Linked DNA regions of Mus musculus: region 1 is linked to region 2. A link is a contact called in public HiChIP or PLAC-seq data. All regions are on one chromosome and are shown on one strand. The core of a region is the stretch at or near the end of the contact, and the rest is flanking DNA. Distances in the headings are between cores, read along the strand shown.

The links. HiChIP or PLAC-seq counts read pairs in DNA pulled down with a chosen protein or histone mark.
Region 1: an H3K27ac HiChIP or PLAC-seq map of embryonic stem cells shows a contact between it and region 2, with 7 times the contacts expected there. The contact joins the promoter of Spty2d1 here to the promoter of Myod1 in region 2. A contact is called at or near these places in 1 of 39 promoter capture datasets (embryonic stem cells), 1 of 484 Hi-C or Micro-C datasets (embryonic stem cells) and 1 of 115 datasets of contacts at active chromatin or transcription factors (embryonic stem cells).

What each region holds. Positions count from the first base shown.
Region 1 is chr7:47,006,893-47,013,968 of GRCm38.p6, reverse strand. Spty2d1 (SPT2 chromatin protein domain containing 1) reads left to right here and starts at 5,555. Exons shown (of 6, transcript NM_175318.4): 1 at 5,555-5,894. The coding sequence starts at 5,835. Gm32031 (predicted gene, 32031) reads right to left here and starts at 5,415. Exons shown (of 2, transcript NR_166573.1): 1 at 5,376-5,415; 2 at 4,961-5,245.
Region 2 is chr7:46,373,649-46,380,082 of GRCm38.p6, reverse strand. It overlaps Myod1 (myogenic differentiation 1), which reads right to left and starts at 3,609. Exons shown (of 3, transcript NM_010866.2): 1 at 2,784-3,609; 2 at 2,265-2,343; 3 at 991-1,939. The coding sequence starts at 3,410. The coding sequence ends at 1,689.

The DNA.
Region 1 (7,076 bases), core at 4,306-6,805, 630 kb before region 2:
GGAATTGAACTCTTAACCACCAAGCCATCTCTCCAGCCCCTACTTGTATATTTCTTAAATAAGAGCGTTCTTAACTGACCTGTAAGGAAAAGCCCTTGTTCTACCCCCAAAGGGCAGATCAGCTTGAGAAGAGGATGACTGAACTCCTGACCCTCTGCTTCCCCTTCAAAGCCTTGAGACTACAGGTGGGTCACTCATCCCATCACTGTACTTTGAGACAGGGTCTTGCGCTTTCTGGGCTGACCTCCACTGGAAGCCTTCAGCTAGGCAAGCTTCCACACCCCTGGGATTGGAGGAGTTTCTGGCCATCTCTCTTTGCCTTCCTCCCAGCAGCCCTGAGGTGCCCCTCCCTAACTGCACACCTCTCTCGTTTCTTCATCTCCAACCAGCTTAAAGCACACACACCTGCTTCCCCTCGCAGTTCATTAACGCGAGTCCTCTCTTCTTCTTTCACCATCTGCTGAAGCCTCTTTGAAAGTGGTGTGCCAGGGTGAGGTTACTGAACTATGCAGAAATGATGCTGAGTCGGCTGAGCCCATAGGGCCAGCCCTGCTCTGCCCTGCCCTGCCCTGCCCTGCCCTGCCTCTCACTAACCAAAACAGAAGCTCCACCACAGCAACTCTGAGGACCAAAGGATGTGTTTCTTGTGAAAAATGACTCTCAGAAAGGGGCAAATACTGCTAAGCCGTCCTCGAGAACTCTGAGGAAGAAACTCATGATAACTCATGAATCTAAAACAGCATGGTATCATATCCCCTTCCAATAGATAAAACAAAAGAAAAGGAAAAAGAAACAGTAGTAATGGAAACGTTTGCACAAGAAAGAAGCATTCAAACAGCAGAGACATGGTGGGAAACCCACTTCCTTCCTGACTGGAACTGATTCTGTCCATTTTCTAGATCATCTTCTGGCCCGCTGTAACCCTTATATAGACAATGTGTGCAGATACTTTAAATTTATCTTTAAAAAAACAAAATAAAAACAAACAAACAAAAAAGCAATCCTTAATTTTCTCTTGGTGCTGGGGATTGAGGCTAAAGTTCTGCATATGCCAAGTGTAGGCTCTGAGCTACCTCTCCAGATTACACAGCTTAGATTGACTCACTCTCTTTTAGAACACACTCTCTAACAACGGATCTCAGGGATTGTCCTGGCACACGTACAGATCTAGTTCCTTCTTTGTTGGGGATACAAACTCCCACTCCATTGTTCCCCAACCAGCTGACACTCATGACCTTTTCCATGTTGTTTTCCTTTGTTAATTCCTGACTTACATTCTATGGTGCGTGTGTGTGTGTGTGTGTGTGTGTGTGTGTGTGTGTGTGTGTGTGGTTGGGGGTGGGGTGTAAGTGTAGGTGCACATGTCACGGCAGGCATGGAGGTCAGAGGACAACTCGCAGGAGTCAGGTCTCTCCTTTCACTGTCTGGGTCCTGAGCCTCCGAGTCATTTGTTGGACTTGGAAGCAGGAGCCTTCTCAGCTGACCCAGTCCTCTGCTCTTCTAAAGCATGCTGCCGTGAATACCTAACTGTCCCAGAGACTTTGTATACACACATGTCGGGTTTTGGCAGAACATACATCTAGAAAGATAACTTCAGCATCTAAGTAGTTACTTAAATTTTTTAAATTAAAAGTAGGGGTGGGAGAAATGGTTCAATAGTTACAAGGACTGAAGTTCGGGTCTCAGATTACACATCAGACAGCTCACCACTGCTGAGAATTCCAGCTCCAAGAGACCAGACACCCTCCTATGCTGATGTACACATATCTACCGACATACACAAAATTAAAATACTAAGGTCGGGCTTATAATCCAGGGAGGCAGAGGCAGACAGATCTCTGTGAGTTCAAGGCCAGCCTGGTCTACAGAGCAAGTTCCAGGTCAGCCAAGGCTGTCAAGAAACACTATCTCAAAACAAACAAACAAACAACAACAACAACAATAATAATAATAAACTCTAGAAAACCACATGAAGTCAATGCTGACACAGACAATATTTGGGAAGAACTCAGGCAGTCATTTGACCCAACTGCTTAATATGTAAAGACTATTTAGAAGTGTCTCGTACACAAGCGTATCTGCAGCATTAGACTTCAAGACATTTTACCAAACTGATCTCAAATATTTTCATGATGGTATATTTCCCTCACCTTTATCAGCATTGCTTATTTGGAATTTGAATTGTGTCAATCTAAAGGGAATAAATACTATGTCATCAGGACTTTCATTTATTCCTGCCTCCCTGCTCAGAATCTCACTATTGTAACTCTGGCTGTCCAGGCTGGACTCAAACTCAGAGATTCACCTGTCTCTACATTTCAAGTGCTGGGATTAAAGGCGACTGCAACTATCCAAGCTCTGACTGCTGTTTTAAATGCTGCTTCCTACCTTCCTACTCTGGCTCTCAATACCTTCTCAACCTTCGTCACATTTCTGATCTTTCTTTTTAAAAAAAGATTTATTTTATGTGAGTACACATGTGGTTGCTGGGAATTGGACTCAGGAACTCTGGAAGTGCAAACGCTGCTCTTAACTGCTGAGCCATCTCTCCAGCCCCTGATCTTGAGATGCCAAAGCTTTTAAATTCAGACTTCATTTTAGAGAACCTGACCTAAGTTTGAACTCAGGTAGGCTAATAGGCTGTATATAGCATTAGTTTACAAGTTGCTCCCCAACAAAACCTGAGCCTAGCTCCAGTCTCTAGGCTCACCCCCAAGACCAACAGCTCCAGGTTAGTCCCCAAACAAACTGCACCCCAGCTTACAAGCCCACCCCTTGCCTAACGACCACCAATGCAGAAGGGAGCATTCCCAGCACCAACCAATTATGTTAAAGGCCACGGGAGCTTTCCAATTAGATGCTTGTACATGTATTCCCTGCTTGCTGCTTACTATTAAGCCTTGCCCTGATAGACATTCCGGGCTCCCGAACTACCAAAACTGTCCTGTGTGACAGTGGTGGGGGGCCCAAGCTAGCTCGAACAGAATAAAGACCCTTCTATGAGTTGCATCATATTGGCTTCTTTGTGTGTTTTGGGGGATCACCAACATTTCCCTGGCACAACAATCTTATTTCTTGTTTGTTTGTTTGTTTGTTTGTTTTTTCAGACAGGGTTTCTCTGTATAGCCCTGGCTGTCCTGGAACTCACTTTGTAGACCAGGCTGGCCTCGAACTCAGAAATCCGCCTACCTCTGCCTCCCAAGTGCTGGGATTAAAGGCATGAGTCACCACTGCCCAGCTAACAATCTTATTTCTTATCACCGTAAATATACCTGCTAAGTCCTTGATTCAATCTGTACTCACGTTCCAACTGCAACTCTATTAAATTCTAATTTTGCCAGCTGAAGTATAGGAGACCCAACTAAATCCAATTTCAGAAGCATAAGAAAGGTTTTAACTGCCATTTATTTGCAAACTCTAGCAACGCTCCACTCTGCACTTTCCTTAATCAGTGGTTACTACTTTCTGTGTTATAGTTACTCATGATCAATCTGCTGAATTAATTGTTTCTCCTTGTAAAGGTAGTGTAACGGTTGTCAACTTGACTATATCTGGAATGAACTACAATCCAGAATTGGAGGGCTCACCTGTGATCCAGATCTTGAAGCTGGAAGACACAAGTTTCTGACCTGGATCTTGGCAAGGAAATTTCTGAGTTCAAGGTCAGCCTGGGGCAAAGCAAGTCCCAGATCCAGGCTTGGTGGTACACACACACCTTTAATCTGGGCCACACCTTACGTTGGACCACACCTTATGCAAGGCCACACCTTATGCTGGAGCCTATATAAGGACACTGGAAGAAGGAAGAATCACTTTTTTTTTTGCCTTAACTTACTTGCTAGGAGATCTGTTGGAACTTCCACAGAAGACCAGCCAAGACGACTAGCCTTGTGGGACTAAGTACTAGATTCTTGGACTTCCCATTCATAGTTGGCCATCGTTGGACTACAAACTGTAAATAATCACAATAAATTCCCTCACTATAGAGACATTTCATAAGTTCTGTGACTCTAAAGAACCCTGACTAATACAGATAGGGGTTCTGCCATTCCCTTACTCCTGACTGAATTACCACAAGCAGCGGCAGTAATTTAACATTAGCTACTGTGCATGTTCTCTCTCTCTCTCTCTCTCTCTCTCTCTCTCTGACACACACGCATGCGTGTGCGCGCGCACACACACACACACACACACACACACACGCACACACACATATACGCATGCTCATTACTACTATATAGTTACTGACAGTTTCATGGGTACACATTTACAGCAGCTCAGATGAGCTAATTTAACATGGAAGAGACATGCCCTGTTTAGTAGTGCACAACTAAGTTCTGGTATTCTATGGAGCCCTTACTAATATACAGGCAAAAACACTCACACACAAAAATGTATATACGTATGTATTAAAAAGCATCTATAAGTACAAAAAAAGTATCTATAAAAGGAATATTATGTTGAGTTAGGGGCGGGTTCTTAAGATATCTGAGGCTGAGGAAGAGAAAAATTTCTACACTGCCAGCCAGTGATGGTGCATGCCTTTAATCCTTGCACTTGGGAAGCAGAGGCGGGTGGAACTCTGTGAGTGTGAGGCTAGCCTAGTCAACAGAGTAATTTCAGTACAGCCAGAGCTACACAGACAAACCTTGTCTAGGAAAGGAAAGGAAAGGAAAGGAAAGGAAAGGAAAGGAAAGGAAAGGAAAGGAAAGGAAAGGAAATTTAAAATTCTAGGGGGAAGGCAGGCTTCATCTTGGTCTTTTACTCAGCCTGAAGTGGAGCCATTCCAATACAGGCGCTCACATCATCACAGAATAAGGTCTATTGTATACACTCACCCTTTCAGCTGTACAAAAAATAGTAAATAATGCAGCCACCCCCACAGTCCAGTTTAGGGGTATTTCCATCACACCAAACCGGTCCGTAGCCCATTCCCACCCCCAGACTCAGGTATACCTAGTTATTCACGTCTACTTTATTGAGTCGAAATGACCAAATTCAAGATAACGCAAAAGAAAGTCAGGCTAGACTCCCAATGAATGCACTATATTCTGCAGTGCGTCAGAGTCAAGTTCTGCTTGGCATGTGACGAAGGTCTTCGCTCTTTCCCTAGGTTTTTAAAAGAACATCAGGTGCCTCCAGGAGATAACTGGCGTCCCAGGGACAGGATTCTTGTGCGCATGCGTAGCTTCGGGGCTCCAGCGAAACGAAACCGAGATCCCTTGCTCCAGACCTGTCGCACCAGCTGTTGGAATACCGTCATTTGGAATCTGTACATCCACGCGTGACACCTACAGAGCCCAGCTCTAGAAGGGGGTCGGGTCTCTCTTCTTCTCCACCCCCCCCCCTCCCACCCCACCCTCCCCGGATCTCACACTGAAACCCTCTCTCGCCGCGAAGATCCTCGGGCTGACCGCTCTCCCCGCCCCCTTTAGCCACACCCCTAAACTGCCATTTTGCGTCTGATTGGCTAGTAAAAGCCTCAGTCCCACCCATTTGAGCCAACGCCAACGGCCACGTACCCGTTTTCCGTGTCTTATCTCCGAAAGCGGAAGTTGCGCAAATACTTGCGAGCGCTGCGGAGGCGCTGAGCGTGTGTGTGTGAGTGTGTGTGTGTATGTGTGTATACATACACACACATACTTCGTATTCGGCGGCAGCGCGGGGGCGGTACACGGCATTAGAAGGCGCCGGAAGTGTCGGTGTCGAGGGGCGGCGAGAGAAGGGCCACCAAGGCAAGCCAGTCAGTAGCGCTTAGGCTCAGCGAGAGGCAAGACTCGCATCCACCGCGTCCCGAGTCCCCGGCCCAGCCGGGCTTTTCTCTTCGGCCAGACATGGACTTCAGGGAAATCCTCTTGATCGCTTCCAAAGGACAAGGTGTCAACCACGTACCGGTGAGTCCCCGGGGTTGCTGTAGGAAACCCGGGCGTCAAGTTCGTGTGTGGTGGGTGGAACTTCTCGGGGAGCGTCTGTCGGCCTCGGGAAAGCCTGAACTACGCACGCCCTCTTCTGGAGTTTTAGCGGAGGTGTGGGTACACGGGAGCTGGGGATGGAAAAGGGAGCGCTTTCTTGGGGTCGCTTTCGCCAGCTCCTGTGCCCTGAAAAGTAGGCTTTGCGGCTTTCGGTGTTTTTAAGAGTTGCGCAAAGTCGGGGGGGATAAGCCGCGCCTGACTGAATACTGTGTAGCATTAGTAGCGCCTGGCGTCGAATAAACTTCAGCCCCTAAATTGAGGACCAGTATAGTCAGGAAACTCGGGGACTTTTAAGAACTTTAAGGACTTGTCCTGATAGCCTTTGGGTCTTTTAGCGGGTCGAATACGGATTTCCAGGTGAACGTTTTGTGATTTCTTGAAAGCGTTCTCCGGTTCGTGGCCCCACCCACTGAACCAAAGATGGTATCACCTGCCAAGGAGGTATCTTCTGTTGGAAAGAGTTCAGGGCTTTGCAGGAAATCCATAGCCAACTGTGAGGTGATCATGTGGGCTGCGGGTGTGCTGGTAGACCTTTTATTTGCCGTATGTCCCTTGGATCTATCGGTTCCCTGTGCGAACGGATTGGGCAAAGCCTTTTTCAGCTTTCATTTCCTAGTGGGCTTCCAGATTTTTAGGTTCCGTTTGCTCAGTAAATGTGTGAGTTTGATAGTATTTTCAGAGGTAAATACTGAAGTGGTCCCACATCTGCTTTCTGGGGTTATAGCTGTTTTGCATAAACTACTCATTTCTGGATCACCAGAAGGTACCCACAGAACAGCTGTAAACCGATATATCGCAATGTGATACCCGAGATTTAATCTGTGAAGTGTCCAACTTAAAAGAACCTTCTAGAGTCAATCAGTTGGAATTTGCGATCTCACTTGGATTCTGCATTTCCTAATTTTGTATGTTGCAGTATTTTTTCCTATCTTGTCACTTCCTGTCAAATCCAGCCTATTTTTTAACCCTTGAGTATATCTACCTAAATTAATGAGTAAACGTAGTTATATTTGTATGCATGCACACACACACACACACACACACACATATATGTCCCACCCTGATAATAATCACTCAATAAGATTCTGCTAAGCCACATCTCAT
Region 2 (6,434 bases), core at 2,360-4,859:
TATCTTCGAATGAGATGAGACAGTGGAAGATGTTCTGAGGGTTGGCTCCTGACTGTGCTGTCCCTGTGCAGTCCCACTATCGTTAAGGGCTTGCATACACCACATGGCTCATAACCCATCCCCAGGGCCCTTTAGCTGTCTCTTCTTGCACTGTATCTTCCCACCCTCCTCCACACGTGTGAGGGTGTTGTGTGGATCCAGGGCCATACGCTCTCACAGAGCCTTCTGGACACACTGTGTGGATGGGAGCCATTCTCAGCTTAGCACACACTTGGGAGTCCCTAAAAGGAGACTTTGGAAAGTAACAATAACTGGTCCTAGACAGACTCATTCTGCCAGAATCTTAAATGGGTAGAACTAGTTTTTTGGTTGTTTTTTTTTTTTTTTAATTAATCCATTATTCTACGGGCAGGGTTTCATGTATCCCAGACTGGCCTGGAACTTGCTGTGTAGCTAAGGATGGCCACACACTTCTGATTTTCCTGTGTTACCTTCCGGGCCTTGAAACTACAGCTGTGTCCCCCATGACAGGTTGATATGGTGCTGGGGACTGAGCCTGGGATTTTGTGCATGCTAGGCAAGTGCTCTATCACCTGAGCACCTCCTTAACACCAACTTTTAATTTTGTATTTTAAAGAGGTTATGTCTTTATCGCCAGGGTGGCCTCCAGCTTGCCTCCATCCTCCTGCCTCGGCTTCTCAAATATGTTGAGATTACAGGGATGAGCCGCCACATCTGGCTTTTTGTATTTTTAAACGAACATCAACCTACGTGCATCTTTCCACCGGAGCCACTGGTTTTCTTGGGTGCGGCAGGCAAGGCCTGGGGAATTCCCTACAGCTGGAGGTCTGCCAGCCCTTCTTCATTACCCAGCACTACCCAGCCTCCGTGCTACCCTTCTGCCACCTACAGGGGTCGCTGCGAGACAGCCCGCCCAGTTCGTAGAGTTTCTTTCTGATCCCCTTAGGAAAAGCCAGAGCCACTTTGTATAAATTAGCGTCTTTATTTCCAACACCTGAGCGAGCGAGCCTCGAGGCTCGCCCGCTTGAGGAATAAACATACAAAGTTTTTGTTGCACTACACAGCATGCCTGGGAGATAAATATAGCCCAAGGGGCTCCCGCTCTGGCCAAGCAACTCTTATTTACACGAATAGATTACAAAAGTCTTATATAAAAAAATAAGTGGTCCTGAACCGCGGGAAGGGGGAGAGTGGGGTATGGTTACACCTGTTACACCTGAGACCTGAGTGGCCTCCGCAAGCTGTGGGGAAAAGTGGGTGCCAGGAGGGCTCCAGAAAGTGACAAACAAAAGGATGTGGAGGGCAGGGCTTAGGTGTGCAAGGCTCACCCCTGTGCTATGAGGAAAGGAAGAGCGCCTGGCCACTCAAGGATCAGCTCTGGCCCAGTGAGGTGCAGCCAGAGTGCAAGTGGCCTTCGCTGTGAGCCGCATGAAAAAACAAACAAACAACTGAAGGACTACAACAACAACAACAAAAAGGACTATGTCCTTTCTTTGGGGCTGGATCTAGGACAGACTTCTGCTCTTCCCTTCCCTCTGGAAGAACGGCTTCGAAAGGACAGTTGGGAAGAGTGTCATTTAAGCTTCATCTTTTGGGCGTGAAGAACCAGGGACACCATCCCCAGGAGTGCCTACGGTGGTGCGCCCTCTGCTGCTGCAGTCGATCTCTCAAAGCACCTGATAAATCGCATTGGGGTTTGAGCCTGCAGGACACTGAGGGGCGGCGTCGGGAGACGGGGTCTGGGTTCCCTGTTCTGTGTCGCTTAGGGATGCCCCCTCTGGCGGACCCGGAGGCGACTCTGGTGGTGCATCTGCCAAAAGCAGCGCAGGCGCAGCGGGGCTGTCTGTGGAGATGCGCTCCACTATGCTGGACAGGCAGTCGAGGCTCGACACAGCCGCACTCTTCCCTGGCCTGGACTCTGTGAGGGGAGTGGAAGGTTAGTAATCCAAACTTGCGGCCCTTCTCAAGTCTCCTGCCCATAGGCACGGAGCTTTGTAGCAAAAGGGAAACTGAGGACTTGCTAGACTGGAAGGAGAAAGGAGAGGAAGGTGTGCATCATAGTTCTTTGTCCCCTCCCCCAATGCTCCCCCCCCAGCCTCCCCCCCCCCCGCCATCCCAAGGTACGGGTATGTATGTGGTGGAGGCAGGAAGAGGATACTAAGCCTAGGGAGCGAGGAAAGTTTCAAGGGGGATACAGAAGGCCGATAAAGGCCTGCTAGCTGGGAACAGCTGAGAATACGCACCGCGCGCCGCCTCACTGTAGTAGGCGGTGTCGTAGCCATTCTGCCGCCGGGGGCCGCTTGGGGGGCCGCTGTAATCCATCTGCGAATAGCAAGGATAACAGAGTTAGGTCTACAGGGCCCGAGTGGGTCTCAAGCAACACTCCTTGTCATCACCCCTCCCTCACTCCCTTAGTCTCAGCTGCTGGTTCCAGGACTGGGTCAGCCCCAGGTGGTAGGAGCCAGCCACACACTGGAAGCTGTCGCATGCGGGGCCAAACTGAGAGTGGACAGTCACTCAGGAACAATAATCTGCATTAGGGTAATAATGAGAAGGAAAAGCATATCCCGGGGTCTGCGCAGCAGTGTTCCACCCCCAATCGGCAGAATCATAGATGCCCTGGGTCTCCAAAGCGACTCCAGTGTCAGATGCCAGGAGCATCTAGGTATAAGGGACACCCCCACCCCAAGGGCCTCGGAAACCTGTTGCAGATACCCCAGGCGCCGCCTCCATTGCTCATCCTCCTGAGCCCCCCGCCTTACCATGCCATCAGAGCAGTTGGAGCGCGGGCTGGATGCATCTGAGTCGCCACTGTAGTGCTCGCTGCCACGGCCTGGGGGCAGCGGTCCAGGTGCGTAGAAGGCAGCGGCGCCAGGGGGCGCGGCGTCCTGGTCGCGCAGCAGAGCCTGCAGACCTTCGATGTAGCGGATGGCGTTGCGCAGGATCTCCACCTTGGGTAGCCGCTGGTTCGGGTTGCTGGACGTGCAGCGCTTGAGCGTCTCGAAGGCCTCATTCACTTTGCTCAGGCGGCGGCGCTCGCGCATGGTGGCGGCCTTGCGGCGATCAGCGTTGGTGGTCTTGCGCTTGCACGCCTTGCAGGCCCACAGCAAGCAGCGACCCGCCTGGTGGTGCCCGCTGGGCGCGCGCACATGCTCATCCTCACGAGCGCCTGGGCCTGGGTGCACCGCAGTAGGGAAGTGTGCGTGCTCCTCCGGTTTCAGGAGGGCTCCCATGTGCACCAGGCGCGGGTCCAGGTCCTCAAAAAAGCGCAGGTCTGGTGAGTCGAAACACGGGTCATCATAGAAGTCGTCTGCTGTCTCAAAGGAGCAGAGAGAGCCGTCGGGGCCTGTCAAGTCTATGTCCCGGAGTGGCGGCGATAGAAGCTCCATATCCCAGTTCCTGGGTCCAGCCTCAACCCAAGCCGTGAGAGTCGTCTTAACTTTCTGCCACTCCGGAACCCCAACAGTACAATGACAAAGGTTCTGTGGGTTGGAATGCACACCGGCTGTCCTCTACCCCTCCTCCCTGTCCTGTCCTGTCAGAGGAGTGGTGAAGAAAGCAGTCGTGTCCTGGGGCGTCCTGGCCCCTAGCTTCGCGCCAGGCGCCCTGGGCTATTTATCCAGGGTAGCCTAAAAGCCCGGGAGCTGGAAAGGGAGGCTGGGGGCGGGGGCGCCTCAAGCCAATAGGAGTGTAGTAGGGCGGAGCTTGGGGTCCCCAGGGTAGCCACTGGGGCCAGGGAGTGCCCCCTCCCGCGACTCTGTGCTGGGGCAGCTGCCTAGCTAGGAAGGAGGGCAGAGAGACTGGCAGCCATACGCGGTAGCACTTGGCTATCTGGTGCAGCCTGCCCAAGCCTCTCCAGTGTCTACTCCTCCAGCCTGTACTGACCTCAGTGCTCACTTCGGAGCTGACCTCGGACTCCACTCTGGAGACCAGGCAAAGCATAGGAGTTAGAAATCAGATTGCAGGAGGTTTGGAGAGAGACTCAAGGCTACGGGACAATGAAAGTTCTAGAGAAGAGTGGAGAAATGATGACACACCCAGAGAAGTTGAGCCAAGGACAAAGTGGGCAAGAGACAGTGAGACTCAGAAGGTCTAGGTGAGCAAGCCTGGCACAAATGAATCGGTGGCAGTGCTATTTGGTCATTCTCCATCTGGGAATGGCTCAGAGAATATCTGTTCTTCCACGGGAAGCTTAGAACCCCAGCGCTGTCCTTGCATGCGTAGTGGGAATCATCATTAAAACTTCAAGCCATTCTGCTCAAACTCCGGGTGGACAGTCCAAGGAAAAGAGGGAGGGAGAGAGAGGGAGGCTCCCTCCAACTTACTTTCTGTGAGTGTCTAGAGACCCATGGGGGTCTAGGTTGATCTGTTTCTACCGAGAAGAAGAAAACCTGTTTGCTATGGGTTTGTGCCATCTTGCTCTGAGTGAACCCTGGGAAATGCCTTTCTTAAGGATCGTGATGGCTGGAACCTGGCCTGACAACCTCACCTACTGTAGAGTTGGTAGAGTCGGCATAACTTTGTTGAGATGACCTCTTCCCAAGTCTGTATCCACTTCATATCCAGGAACAATGACAATGTCCAGGGGGTAACTGTGGTGATGGGTGAGAATCCAAACCAGGGATGGATGTGGAAATGTCAGTGGAGGTGGGAGACTTGCTTCTGTTTCCAGCACCTGCCTGCCCGCTTGCATAGCATAACCAGCAACCTTCTCTGGCTTTGCCTGCAGCACTGAGATCTGGCAGAGGGCTCTGGGGGCTCTGGCTCTGTTCTTCTGGAGACTTCAGCTGGGTCTCTTCCAGCAGGCTAACTGGGGAGGTAAGATCAAAAGGAAGGAGCCACCTTGTGGGATCTCTGGCTCTCCTACACATCCCAACACACCCCAACCCTGGGATGTTCATGCTTTTGGGGGGCTCTGGCTAGAAGCCTTCCTTGGCTATGGACTTTTGCTATGTCTTCTCTCCCGGATGCCAGGAATCCAAGCAAGGGTGACGTAGGTGTCTTTCCCACTAACTTCTGGAAGCCATTTTAACTGTTCCTTTTTACAAACTGGAAAGCCCTCTCTATCCATCAGACTCACCCAGGAACCTCTTTTGAAGTCCAACGGTTTTTGTCTCTGATACTGGCGGTGCTGATAGACCCCATCATGAAGTGCTTACACTTTACACCATGGTTTCACTTTGTTTATTCATTCAGCATTCACCATGGCTTATCTATCACAGACCAGCTACTGGTCCAGGTATTGGGAACCCAGCAGTAAGCGCAACCAAGGCCCTATGCACATAGTTGAATTATAGGTAGGTCAATCAAGCAAGGAACTTTGTGGTGTCAGAGATTTACAAATTCCACAAAACGAAACGAAATGAATGAAATGAAATAAAATAAAATAAAACAAAACAAAGCAAAAAAAAATAATAATCTCTATTCCAGCAATCAGGGAAGGTTCCTCTGGGATGGTTGTGTTCGTGTAGTGCCCTGGATGAAGGGAGACAGAAGCTACTTCTAGCAGGTATTTAGAGTTAGAGAGAAGGGCAAACATGTGCAAAGGTCCTGGGACAGGACTGTGCTTGACTGCTTTAATGCACAGCAAGTAGACTCAAACTCAGCTTGTGCCCCCCCAGCTTGACTGAGAGCCACCATTCTTCTTAATGGCTCCATTCTAGTTTTTTCTTCCAGTTCTCCTCCTCCTCCCCCCTCCTCCTCTTCTTCTTCCCCCTCTTTCTCCTCTTCCTGTAACACTAAACAGGGATTCAGCCTCAGAGTTATCTCGCTGCTCTCAGCTTTAGTCCTCTTTCCTGAACTTGCCCTAGGATTGGCTGTATCAGGTCTCAGCTTGGGATTTTACAGGTACGTGGAAGGTAAGGACAGAAAGGTGATCCATTTGGAGGGCACTGCCACAGTCCAAATGGGTGCTCATGGCCACTCAGATGGTTGTTTAGCATTGGGAGGCAAAGAGAATCTGGTGAGAAGTAGTTCAGTTGCAGGTATGCTCTCAAGATGGGGTTGGGTGGGCTCGGAGAGGTGAGATGGCTCAACAGTTAAGGGCACCCACTGCTCTTGCAGAGGGCCTGGGTTTGATTCCCAGTGCCTGCATGGTTGTTCACAACTTCCTGTAACCCCAGCTCTAGGGACCTGATGCCCTCTCTGACCTTTGTGCGTCACAAACTTACATGCGGGCAAAGCACGCACGTACATAAAAACTTTTAAATCTTTAAAAGTAGAGATGGAGCAAACAAGATTTCTTTATGATTGGATGTGGACACAGGGACAAGAGGGACATTAAAGATCGCTTTTGGATGAAAGGGGCTGGGGCATAGTGGGTCTGTGAGTATCAGATCAAAGATCCAGTTTGAGCAAAATTTGAAATTCACAATAAACATTCAGGTGGAAGTGTAAAGCCTGAGTGGGATTCA